Regions from separate parts of the Gossypium hirsutum genome. Here region 1 is linked to region 2. Evidence: chromatin contacts called from public Hi-C data. All regions are on one chromosome and are shown on one strand. The core of a region is the stretch at or near the end of the contact, and the rest is flanking DNA. Distances in the headings are between cores, read along the strand shown.

Region 1 (5,583 bases), core at 2,316-4,815, 45 kb before region 2:
TATCACCCCTGGGATACTCAAGTGCGAATAGAAAAAGGGGAGGTGCTATCTGGCACTCTTTGCAAGAAAACACTCGGAACATCTTCTGGAAGTCTTATACATGTAATTTGGTATGTCTTTAGGTTGATTCTAGGAGCGCTAGCCCATTGCAAAAGTGTGATAAGATTAAGCCCTAAATCTTACGAGTTATGGATGTGCTATCAGATTTTACTTATGTATAATTCTGTGAAGCTGAACACTTTTCATAAACCAAGATTGTGAAAATTTTACTGTTATATTACTTCTCCTCTTGAGTGGGTAATGATTTGGTTACTGTAATGTATACTTCTTGTTGAATATGGGTTCTCTCCAACATGAGCATTTGGCTTTGTCCTTAATCCCATTAATATTTTGAAATATTGAAATAATTGATTTTGTTAATATTCTTTTATAGGGAAGAGGTAGGTCCAGATGCAGCCCGGAAATTTTTGGGACATACACAATGGCTTGTCAATTATTGGCTGCTGCAGAATGCCTTTAGTATTGGTATCGGGGATACAATAGCTGATGCAGCAACAATGGAAAAAATTAATGAAACCATTTCTAAAGCCAAAGACGATGTGAAACAGCTTATTGTTAAAGCCCAAAACAAGGATTTAGAGCCTGAACCTGGAAGAACTATGATGGAGTCCTTTGAAAACAAAGTTAACCAGGTACCTAAAGTCAAATTGCTCAAGCTATCTTTGGTTTGGCATCATTTTGTTGTAGGTTACAATGTGGTTTGTTTCTTCAGGTGTTGAATAAAGCTCGTGACGATGCAGGAAACAGTGCACAAAAAAGTTTGTCTGAAAGCAATAACCTTAAGGCGATGGTTACTGCAGGATCCAAGGGAAGTTTCATTAACATATCCCAAATGACAGCTTGTGTTGGTCAGCAGAATGTTGAGGGAAAGCGAATACCATTTGGGTTCATAGATCGTACATTGCCTCATTTTACCAAGGACGATTATGGCCCCGAAAGTCGTGGTTTTGTGGAGAACTCTTACCTGCGTGGTTTGACCCCACAAGAGTTCTTTTTTCATGCCATGGGTGGTAGAGAAGGTCTCATAGATACTGCAGTTAAGACTTCTGAGACTGGGTACATACAGAGGCGACTTGTGAAGGCTATGGAGGATATTATGGTTAAATATGATGGAACTGTGAGGAACTCATTGGGGGATGTTATTCAATTCCTCTACGGTGAAGATGGTATGGATGCTGTATGGATAGAATCTCAGAAGCTGGATTCTTTGAAGATGAAGAAATCAGAATTTGATAGATTCTTCAGATATAAAATAGATGATGAAAACTGGAATCCAACTTCTTACATGTTACCAGAGCATATTGAAGATTTGAGAACCATCCAAGAATTGCGTGATGTGTTTGATGCTGAAGTTAATAAACTTGAAGCTGATAGATACCAGCTTGGAACAGAGATTGCAGTCACAGGTGATAGTAATTGGCCTTTGCCTGTTAACTTGAAGAGGCTTATCTGGAATGCACAGAAGACTTTCAAGGTTGACTTCCGAAGGGTGTCAGATTTGCATCCAGTGGAAATTGTAGATTCTGTTGATAAGCTCCAGGAAAGGTTAAAGGTTGTTCCAGGTGCGGATCCTCTGAGTGTGGAAGCCCAAAAGAATGCCACCCTCTTCTTTTGCATTTTGCTTCGCAGTACTTTGGCTAGTAAAAGGGTGTTGCAGGAGTATAGATTGACGAAAGAAGCATTTGAGTGGGTTATTGGCGAAATAGAGTCACGGTTCTTACAGTCCTTAGTGGCACCCGGGGAGATGATAGGTTGTGTTGCTGCTCAATCAATTGGTGAGCCCGCTACTCAAATGACTCTCAACACCTTCCACTATGCTGGTGTGAGTGCAAAGAATGTTACCCTTGGTGTCCCCAGGTTGAGGGAAATTATTAATGTAGCCAAGAAAATCAAGACACCTTCTCTTTCTGTCTACCTCTCTCCCGAAGCTAGTAAAACTAAGGAGAAGGCCAAGAATGTCCAGTGTGCTTTAGAATACACTACCCTTCGGAGTGTTACGCACGCTACCGAAGTATGGTATGATCCGGATCCAATGAGCACAATTATTGAGGAGGATATTGACTTCGTTAAGTCTTACTATGAAATGCCAGATGAAGAGGTTGCACCAGAAAAGATATCCCCTTGGCTGCTTCGAATAGAGTTGAATCGTGAGATGATGGTCGATAAGAAATTGAGTATGGCTGACATAGCTGAGAAGATCAACCTGGAATTTGATGATGATTTGACTTGCATATTTAATGATGATAATGCAGAGAAGTTGATCCTACGTATCCGCATCATGAATGATGAAGCCCCGAAGGGTGAATTGAATGATGAGTCTGCTGAGGATGATGTGTTCTTGAAGAAGATTGAGAGTAACATGCTGACAGAAATGGCCCTTCGAGGTATCCCAGACATCAACAAGGTGTTCATTAAACATAGTAAAGCAAGCAAATTTGATGAGGCTGATGGGTATAAGACTGGGGAGGAGTGGATGCTGGATACAGAAGGTGTCAATCTCTTGGCTGTCATGTGCCATGAAGATGTTGATGCAAGGAGAACAACAAGCAATCACTTGATTGAAGTTATTGAAGTTCTTGGAATCGAAGCAGTTCGCCGGTCCTTGTTGGATGAATTGCGGGTTGTGATATCGTTTGATGGGTCTTATGTGAATTATCGGCATCTAGCTATCCTTTGTGATACAATGACCTATCGTGGTCACTTGATGGCCATCACCCGTCATGGCATCAACCGTAATGATACAGGACCTATGATGAGGTGCTCATTTGAAGAAACTGTTGATATTCTCCTTGATGCTGCTGTTTATGCTGAGTCGGATTATTTGAGGGGTGTAACAGAGAATATAATGTTGGGCCAGCTTGCACCAATTGGCACAGGAGACTGTGCCTTGTATCTCAATGATGAGATGTTGAAGAATGCCATTGAACTTCAGCTACCTAGTTACATGGAAGGTCTGGAATTTGGCATGACACCTGCTCGTTCTCCAGTGTCAGGAACTCCTTATCATGAAGGCATGATGTCTCCAAGTTACTTGCTGAGCCCAAATCTTCGTCTCTCACCCATTTCAGATGCACAGTTCTCACCTTATGTTGGTGGAATGGCATTCTCTCCTACGTCATCCCCTGGTTACAGCCCATCATCTCCTGGATACAGTCCGTCATCACCTGGTTACAGTCCTACCTCTCCTGGTTACAGTCCTACATCTCCTGGGTACAGTCCCACCTCTCCTGGTTACAGCCCCACATCACCTACTTACAGTCCTAGCTCACCAGGATACAGTCCGACAAGTCCAGCCTACTCTCCTACCAGCCCCTCATATTCTCCAACCTCACCAAGCTATAGCCCTACCTCTCCAAGTTACAGCCCTACATCTCCAAGTTACAGTCCTACTTCTCCAAGTTACAGTCCCAGATCCCCCAGCTATAGTCCCACTTCACCCAGCTACAGCCCCACTTCACCCGTATATAGCCCTACCTCACCAGCATATAGCCCCACTTCACCTGCATACAGCCCCACTTCTCCATCATACAGCCCTACATCTCCATCGTACAGCCCGACATCTCCTTCGTACAGCCCTACTTCACCGTCCTATAGCCCCACATCTCCTTCATATAGCCCTACTTCACCTGCTTATAGCCCCACATCTCCTGGGTACAGTCCAACCTCACCAAGTTACAGTCCCACATCACCAAGCTATAGCCCTACCTCTCCAAGTTACAACCCGCAGTCAGCCAAGTACAGTCCGTCTCTGGCATACTCACCAAGTAGTCCAAGGTTGTCTCCTTCCAGTCCTTACAGTCCAACTTCACCTAATTACAGGTAAGTCATGGTAGACTAAGATTGCTTCTTTGTTTTGTTTGTTGCTGCTGGCGCTCGGGTGGTGTGACTGTTGTAGTATATTCCCGGTTCTCCTTGGTTTTAAGGAATATATATATATATATGATCGCTTATATTTTTGCGTGCGACTTTGTTGTTGATTCAATTAAGTTCTCTCTTCTATATTGCAGTCCAACATCACCATCATACTCACCGACTTCTCCATCTTATTCCCCTTCAAGCCCAACATACAGTCCTAGCAGGTGACTTTTCATCTTTTTCTATGTAATTGAATAGGTGAACTTTGGAAGTTTTAAACGAGATATGTCTGCGGTTGTGATATTTTCAGATTAAAGCAAATGGTTATTACAGACTTCTATTACCAAATTTGTTCTAATGCCTTTTGACAGACTGTTTTTTGTTTTATTTTCTGAAACCAGCCCATACAACTCTGGAGTGAGCCCAGACTACAGTCCAAGCTCGCCACAGTACAGGTAAGCAGACGGAGTGTTAAATTTAAAATTTGATCTCTTTTGTTGCTGTTGATTTATGATGTTGTGTGCAGTCCAAGTGCTGGGTATTCTCCTAGTGCCCCTGGATATTCACCGACATCAACTAGTCAGTACACTCCAAGCAATAAGGATGGTAGAAGCAATAAGGATGACAGGAGTAAACGATAAGGCATGCAATATTTGAAAAATGCTGGAGAAGGCGGCAAGGTTGATTTGATCTTATAACTTTACAATTGTTGCAGTTTCTAAAATTGCAGTAAAATGATTTAGCTAACACATCTATTTATCTAATATAAATGTAATATCTAAGTGGTCCATTCAAGAATAGGTTTCAGCATGTAAATAATGTGAGTGATGAATGCATATCTGACTGGAATTCAGTTTTGTGGAGTCTGCAGTTCCAGTGAGGTTGGTTGGTGGAATGAGGCTAAAAGATGGTTGTAATTAGGGAAGGGACAGTACCTCTGTGTTTTATTGTGACAAAGTTGTTGAATGAAGGGGAGCGAGTAATTATCTCTTTAAGTTAAAATGCCTGTTGTGGAACAATCAGGAAGCCTTATGTTGTGCCCTCAAAAACCCAAAAAAAAGCCTTATGTTGTATCTGTTAGACATGCTATATATGCCATTTCCAGTTGTTCCCATGTAATGGAATGGTATGGGTGAGATTGTGAAGAGATTGTGAAACAATCAACCTTGTGTGATATTGTTGTATCTTTCAGTAGACTATGAAATATAATTGAAAAGGCCATCAAGGATATTTTTTATATTTTCTATTTTATTCTTTTTCTTCGTTTGTAGTAGCTGTATATAATATGCGTGTTCTTGACAATGATTTTTTGGTGAACTACCAATCGGAGGTGGTGTGTTTTTATTTTGGTTATATTTTCTTCTTCACTTTCATCGTGGTTTGCTAAATTTTAATTTGCAGGTGTGATTATTTGAAATATAAAAAACTTTACATGAGTAAAATGGTGTTGCAATGACAATTGGACTAACATTTTTATATCTGAAAGTCGTTAATACAGAGTACAAAAATTTGGAACATAATTTAAAAATTGTTTCTTCATCATTTTATCTTTAGTTAGATATTTAGTTTAATTTTTTAATAACAAATTATAAAAAATACATAAAAAAGCTCAAGAAAATTTAATTTTACTTAAAACGATTAAAAAAATTTAAAATATTAATAAACTAT
Region 2 (4,874 bases), core at 1,068-3,567:
TGGAAAAACAAAGTTTTTTCTTGGCTTACAAATCGAGCATTTAAGAGATGGAATTCATGTTCATCAATCAACTTATACAGAAAAGAAATTAAAGAAATTTTATATGGATAAAGTACAACCATTGAGTACTCCAATGGTTGTACAATCATTAGATGTGAATAAAGATAAATTTTGTCGTTGCGAGAATGATGAAAAGTTTCTTGGTCCTAAAGTACCATATCTAAGTGTCATAAGGGCATTGATGTATCGTGCAAACAACACAAGACCTAATATAACTTTCACTATAAACTTGTTACCAAGATTTAGTTCTTCTCTAACACGTAGACATTGAAATGTAATTAGACATATATTTAAATATCTCAGAGGGACCATTGATATGGAGTTATTTTATTCAAATAATTCAAAATCCCTATTAGTCGGCTATGCTAATGCTAGATACTTATCAGATCCACATAAATGTCGATCTCAAATAGGATATTTATTTACATGTGGGGGTGCCATATCATGGCGTTCAACAAAGCAAACATTACCTGCAACTTTTTCAAATCATGCAGAAATAACTGCAATGCATGAGGCAAGTCGAGAGTGTGTTTGGCTAAGGTTATTGACCCAACATATCTAGAAGATATGTAATTTGCCTTTACAGGAAAAGATGTCAACTATCTTATGTGAAGATAATGCAGCATGTGTAGCTCAATTGAAGGGTGGTTACATCAAAGGTGACAGGATGAAAAATATTTCACCAAAATTATTCTTCGCCCATGATCTTGAGAAAATAGGTGATATAAATGTTCAATAAATTCGTTCTAGTGATAATTTAGTAGATCTTTTTAGTAAGGTATTGCCAACTTCAACATTTAAAAGATTACTACACAATATTGGAATGCGTCAATCAAAGATGTAATGTAATGTTTCCATTAGAGGGAGTTTAAAACAAGTTGTACTCTTTTCCTTTAACCAAAGTTTTGCCCCATTGGGTTTTTTCTGGTAAATGTTTTTAATGAGGCAGCTTGTAATAGAAGATTGCTTACTCTTTTTCCTTCATTAGATTTTTATCGCACAAAGTTTTTCCTAATAATGTTTTAACGAGGCACATTATCTAACAATGAACATCCAATACGGAGTGTTATGAATATCTTATTAAGTGGATGTCCATCATGATCAAGATAAAGTTTTGACGTACTTTAAATTCTAATATTTATTAGAATTGGATTTCTACTTCTTTTATACTTCTTATACCTATAAATAGAGACTGTTGAAGCATTGTAATCATTCCATTGATCAATAAAATACATTATCTATTGCTTCCTATTTTTTTTATTTTGTTCTTTAATCTCTTTATCTCTCTTTATTTTATAGCAATTTTTTTTTATTTGTTTATTTTTTGGCACCCATGTTTTAGCCAAACAAATAAAATTATTGGTTATTTATTTTTTATTACTTGATAAACGTTCATATAGCATCAATATAAAATTATTGGTTATTTGTTTGATTTTTTAGTACCCATATTTGTTTATTTTTTTGTAAATTTTTTTATACTTGTAAAATTGAACAAATAATAAGTATTGAAAAATATTAAACAAATAAATTATAATTATAAAAAATAAATTTACCTTTAAAAAAATTGTTGGTGCCTCTTCTCAAAATCCTAACCTAACCAAAATAAAACTACAAAAATAACATTTTAACTTTTTAAAACCCTTATTCCCTTCTCTTCTCTACGGCTTCTTCCCTTCTTCTCCTTAATTTTTTTTTCAATTAAGGGGACCATGACTCTTTTATAAAGAAAACATTTTTAGTTCAGGTCGTCTCTCCGGTGCAAAGCGGTGCCACTTATTATGATGCCTCCACCGGTGCTGCTTGTCAGGTCCCCTTCACCCTTAAAAAAATTAATTTTCTTTTTGCATAATAGACTAATGACTGGGGTCAAAAAGCAAGGGTGGTGCCGCCTCTTCACCACCCACGCCATACCATTTTCGTAAATAATAGGATTAGGATACTATTTTGGTAATTTTTTATTATTTTTATATTATACAAGAAAAAAAGCCTAGATTTAATAAAAAAATTATTTTTTATATAAAGATACCATGTGGAACTTTGTGATTAACTATAAGATAATTTTTTAACATTAGTCAAAAAATGGACTAAAAAATATAATGAAGACATTCTTTAGATACTAAATTGGGACAAAAAATATTTAAGTACTAAAGTAAAAAAATAGTTATACTTCAATGGCCAAATCTTAAATTAAACCTTTCTCCAGTAACGTAACACTTGACGCTATATGTTATAAATACCAACTTCCTTTATTTTCCCGTCAAACATAAAGGAAAAAGAAAAAGAAAGAAAATCTCCTAATCGAAGAAATTTCTTTTCTCAGTATCCTATCGCTATCTCTCCACGTTTCCCACATAATGCTTGGTGCTCAGCTTTACGTCCGTACAATCGCCACTGTTTCGATTTCCTCCGACCGATACACTGCTGCTTCTCCTTATCCAACCGCTTCTTCCTCCTGCCTCCGCTCCTCCTCCTTGTGTTCGCATTTTACGACGAAACGCCGCCGTCCTTCTCCTAAACCCGTTGTTGTTTCTTGCCACTCCGCCCATGGTAGCTTCCGCCCCCAATCTAGTAATGGTGACAATCGAGATCACCAGTTTCTCGAAGCTTCTCTTCTCGTCTCAGGTTTACGAGTGCCTCCCGTTTATCTTTCAATTTCCATTGATTTTTTTTTCTTGGAGATAATTTGGAGTTTTGATTCGTTTTGGAGGTGCAGAAACTATTTTACACTACCGGATGTGGAGGCATGGATTTCAACAGGACGTAAAAGGAGTGTTTCCCATGTCCAGAGCTAAAATTACTTCAATAGGACAGGCCTTTCTCAGTCGCTTTCCCAGTCCAACTATTTTTCTTAAGATTCCTTGTGATGGGGAGTTCTTGCTACCCATTGTTGTAGGTATAATAATAATTATCATTAATAAATAAAAAATTCTACCCTATTCTTATTTACTACAATTAGTTATCGTTGTTGGTTGGATCTATTTTCTTACTAATTCTAATTAATCTAATGTTGCAGGGGAATTCTCTGTGGAAAAACTCATAGCTGCCTTTTGGGGAGATAATAAAGGGGTAACTTACTAATCTGTTACTTTTATTTTAAGATGTTATTGACGACTCATTGTATATAAACTTCTGGACATTTTGTTATTTTTTTTTTCAGGATACCCCTGATCAGTTTCAGCTTGTTAATAATGTTGTGGAGAAGCTTGGATATGAAGTATGGATTTCGTTTTTTTTCTCCTGTATCATTAATACCTGTTGAAATCTTTGTAGCTTTTATCAGTCGCTTGCTGAGTTGCTTTAGTTGTTTCTTTACATCGCATGTCTATTGAAGAACACTCTCGAGTGTTGAACATGGAGGGAGATAAGTAACAAAAATTTGTAAAATAAGAAAGGGGATAACAAAGCCCAATATACCCTAAACCCTAACTTGTTTTTACTCTTACGGAGTTACTAGCTTTAACCTAGGAAAACTTGACACTTTGTTGTGTAAGCATCTCTTTTCATTGATTTTTACATGTCTTCATTTCAGGTTAAAATGGTGAGAATTACAGAAAGAGTCGTCAATACTTACTTTGCGAAATTGTATTTTAGCAAGGTGATTATCTTGTGTGTATATGTATATTTCCTTGGTGTGATACAGGAACCTGATTCATTTATTATTCTTATGTTTACAGCCAGGGGAAAATGATGTCATAATTGTGGATGCACGACCCTCAGATGCCATAAATGTGGCTAACAGATGCAAGGTGCGTATGGGAATATTATTCATAAAGCAATTACCATGAAATATGAGAGGGAATTGCTTGCTTTCTAGTCTTACACCGTTTCCCTGTCTTGACTTGCACCAGTATAAAGTCTCAACAAGACTGCCTTATTTAGTTTGAGTAGGTTGGTCAGTATTAAGTATGGCCTTTTACATATGTAAGTGGTTGCATTTGCATTTTTTGTACATATGCTGATAATTCCAGAACTGTGGTCAGATAGTCCAGTATTTCCAATTTGCAATCTGCCTCTCTCATTCCAATGACAAACGGCTCTTTCAAGGTTCAATCCAAAGCTTCTAATCTGTTTTTCCTGTATGCAGGCTCCAATATATGTGAACAAACAAATTGTCTTGGCAGATGCTATTAGAATTGGCTACGGGATGGGCCGAGTGCTTGACAAAAAGTCTACTTATGATGTATCTCTTGACAGGTATATTGCTTATTCTGGCTGTGTTGTCTTCTCTTCTAATTGTGTGGCACATAGTGACTCTAAGCATGGTTATATATTTTCAGTGCTGCAGATGGTCCTGATTTTCTATTAGAGGAGCTGGATCTGGTGAGGAATATGGATTTAGCTGTCAAAGAAGAAAGATACACTGATGCAGGTAATAATAATAAAATACCATCTTCTGACCAAAAAACACTCCAAAAGGCAAAAAAGAGAGAATATTCTGTTTCTATCAATTATAAATTTATTAAATGAAGTAGTCACAATGCTATTTTTTTTTCATTCCTTTGTTTTGACATACTGAAGCTCTTGCTTACTAACAGTAGATAAAATTATATTTATTTAATTTCTTGCAGCAAAGTTAAGAGAGAAATTAATGAAGCTACGCGATTATGGCCAGTAACTGTTTACTGATGTATCCACGGTTGTGCACTCGTTGGTGGTGGTTGGCTTGCTTGTGATCGAATTCTTTTTGCGTTTTTATGTTGTTAGTTCTGGTGTTTCAGTTCATGCTCGAAATGCTGTAGTTTGTAGAGCTTCAGGAAGGTGCGAGGCCTGAGACTCATTACTCTGAGAGTGGAACCTTCACTGTTCTAGTTAAG

Evidence for each region. Hi-C and Micro-C count contacts between places; a contact is called where the count stands out from the background.
Region 1: a Hi-C map of leaf shows a contact between it and region 2, with 2.2 times the contacts expected there. The contact joins the enhancer-like site here to the promoter of LOC107895571 in region 2. A contact is called at or near these places in 10 of 34 Hi-C or Micro-C datasets (fibers, hypocotyl, leaf and 1 more).

What each region holds. Positions count from the first base shown.
Region 1 is chrA11:24,047,908-24,053,490 of Gossypium_hirsutum_v2.1, reverse strand. It overlaps the pseudogene LOC107895585. Among protein-coding and RNA genes, the nearest start is that of LOC107895600, 18 kb to the left of the region's middle. Within about 2 kb of position 3,565, at least 2 of the 9 cell types and tissues checked have an H3K27ac peak or open chromatin away from gene starts, as enhancers often do. A contact at or near this core is called in hypocotyl and leaf, where this site is marked.
Region 2 is chrA11:24,002,024-24,006,897 of Gossypium_hirsutum_v2.1, reverse strand. LOC107895571 (bifunctional nuclease 2) reads left to right here and starts at 2,317. Exons shown (of 9, transcript XM_016820837.2): 1 at 2,317-2,682; 2 at 2,774-2,953; 3 at 3,074-3,126; 4 at 3,218-3,274; 5 at 3,590-3,655; 6 at 3,735-3,806; 7 at 4,145-4,254; 8 at 4,338-4,429; 9 at 4,629-4,874. The coding sequence starts at 2,415. The coding sequence ends at 4,675.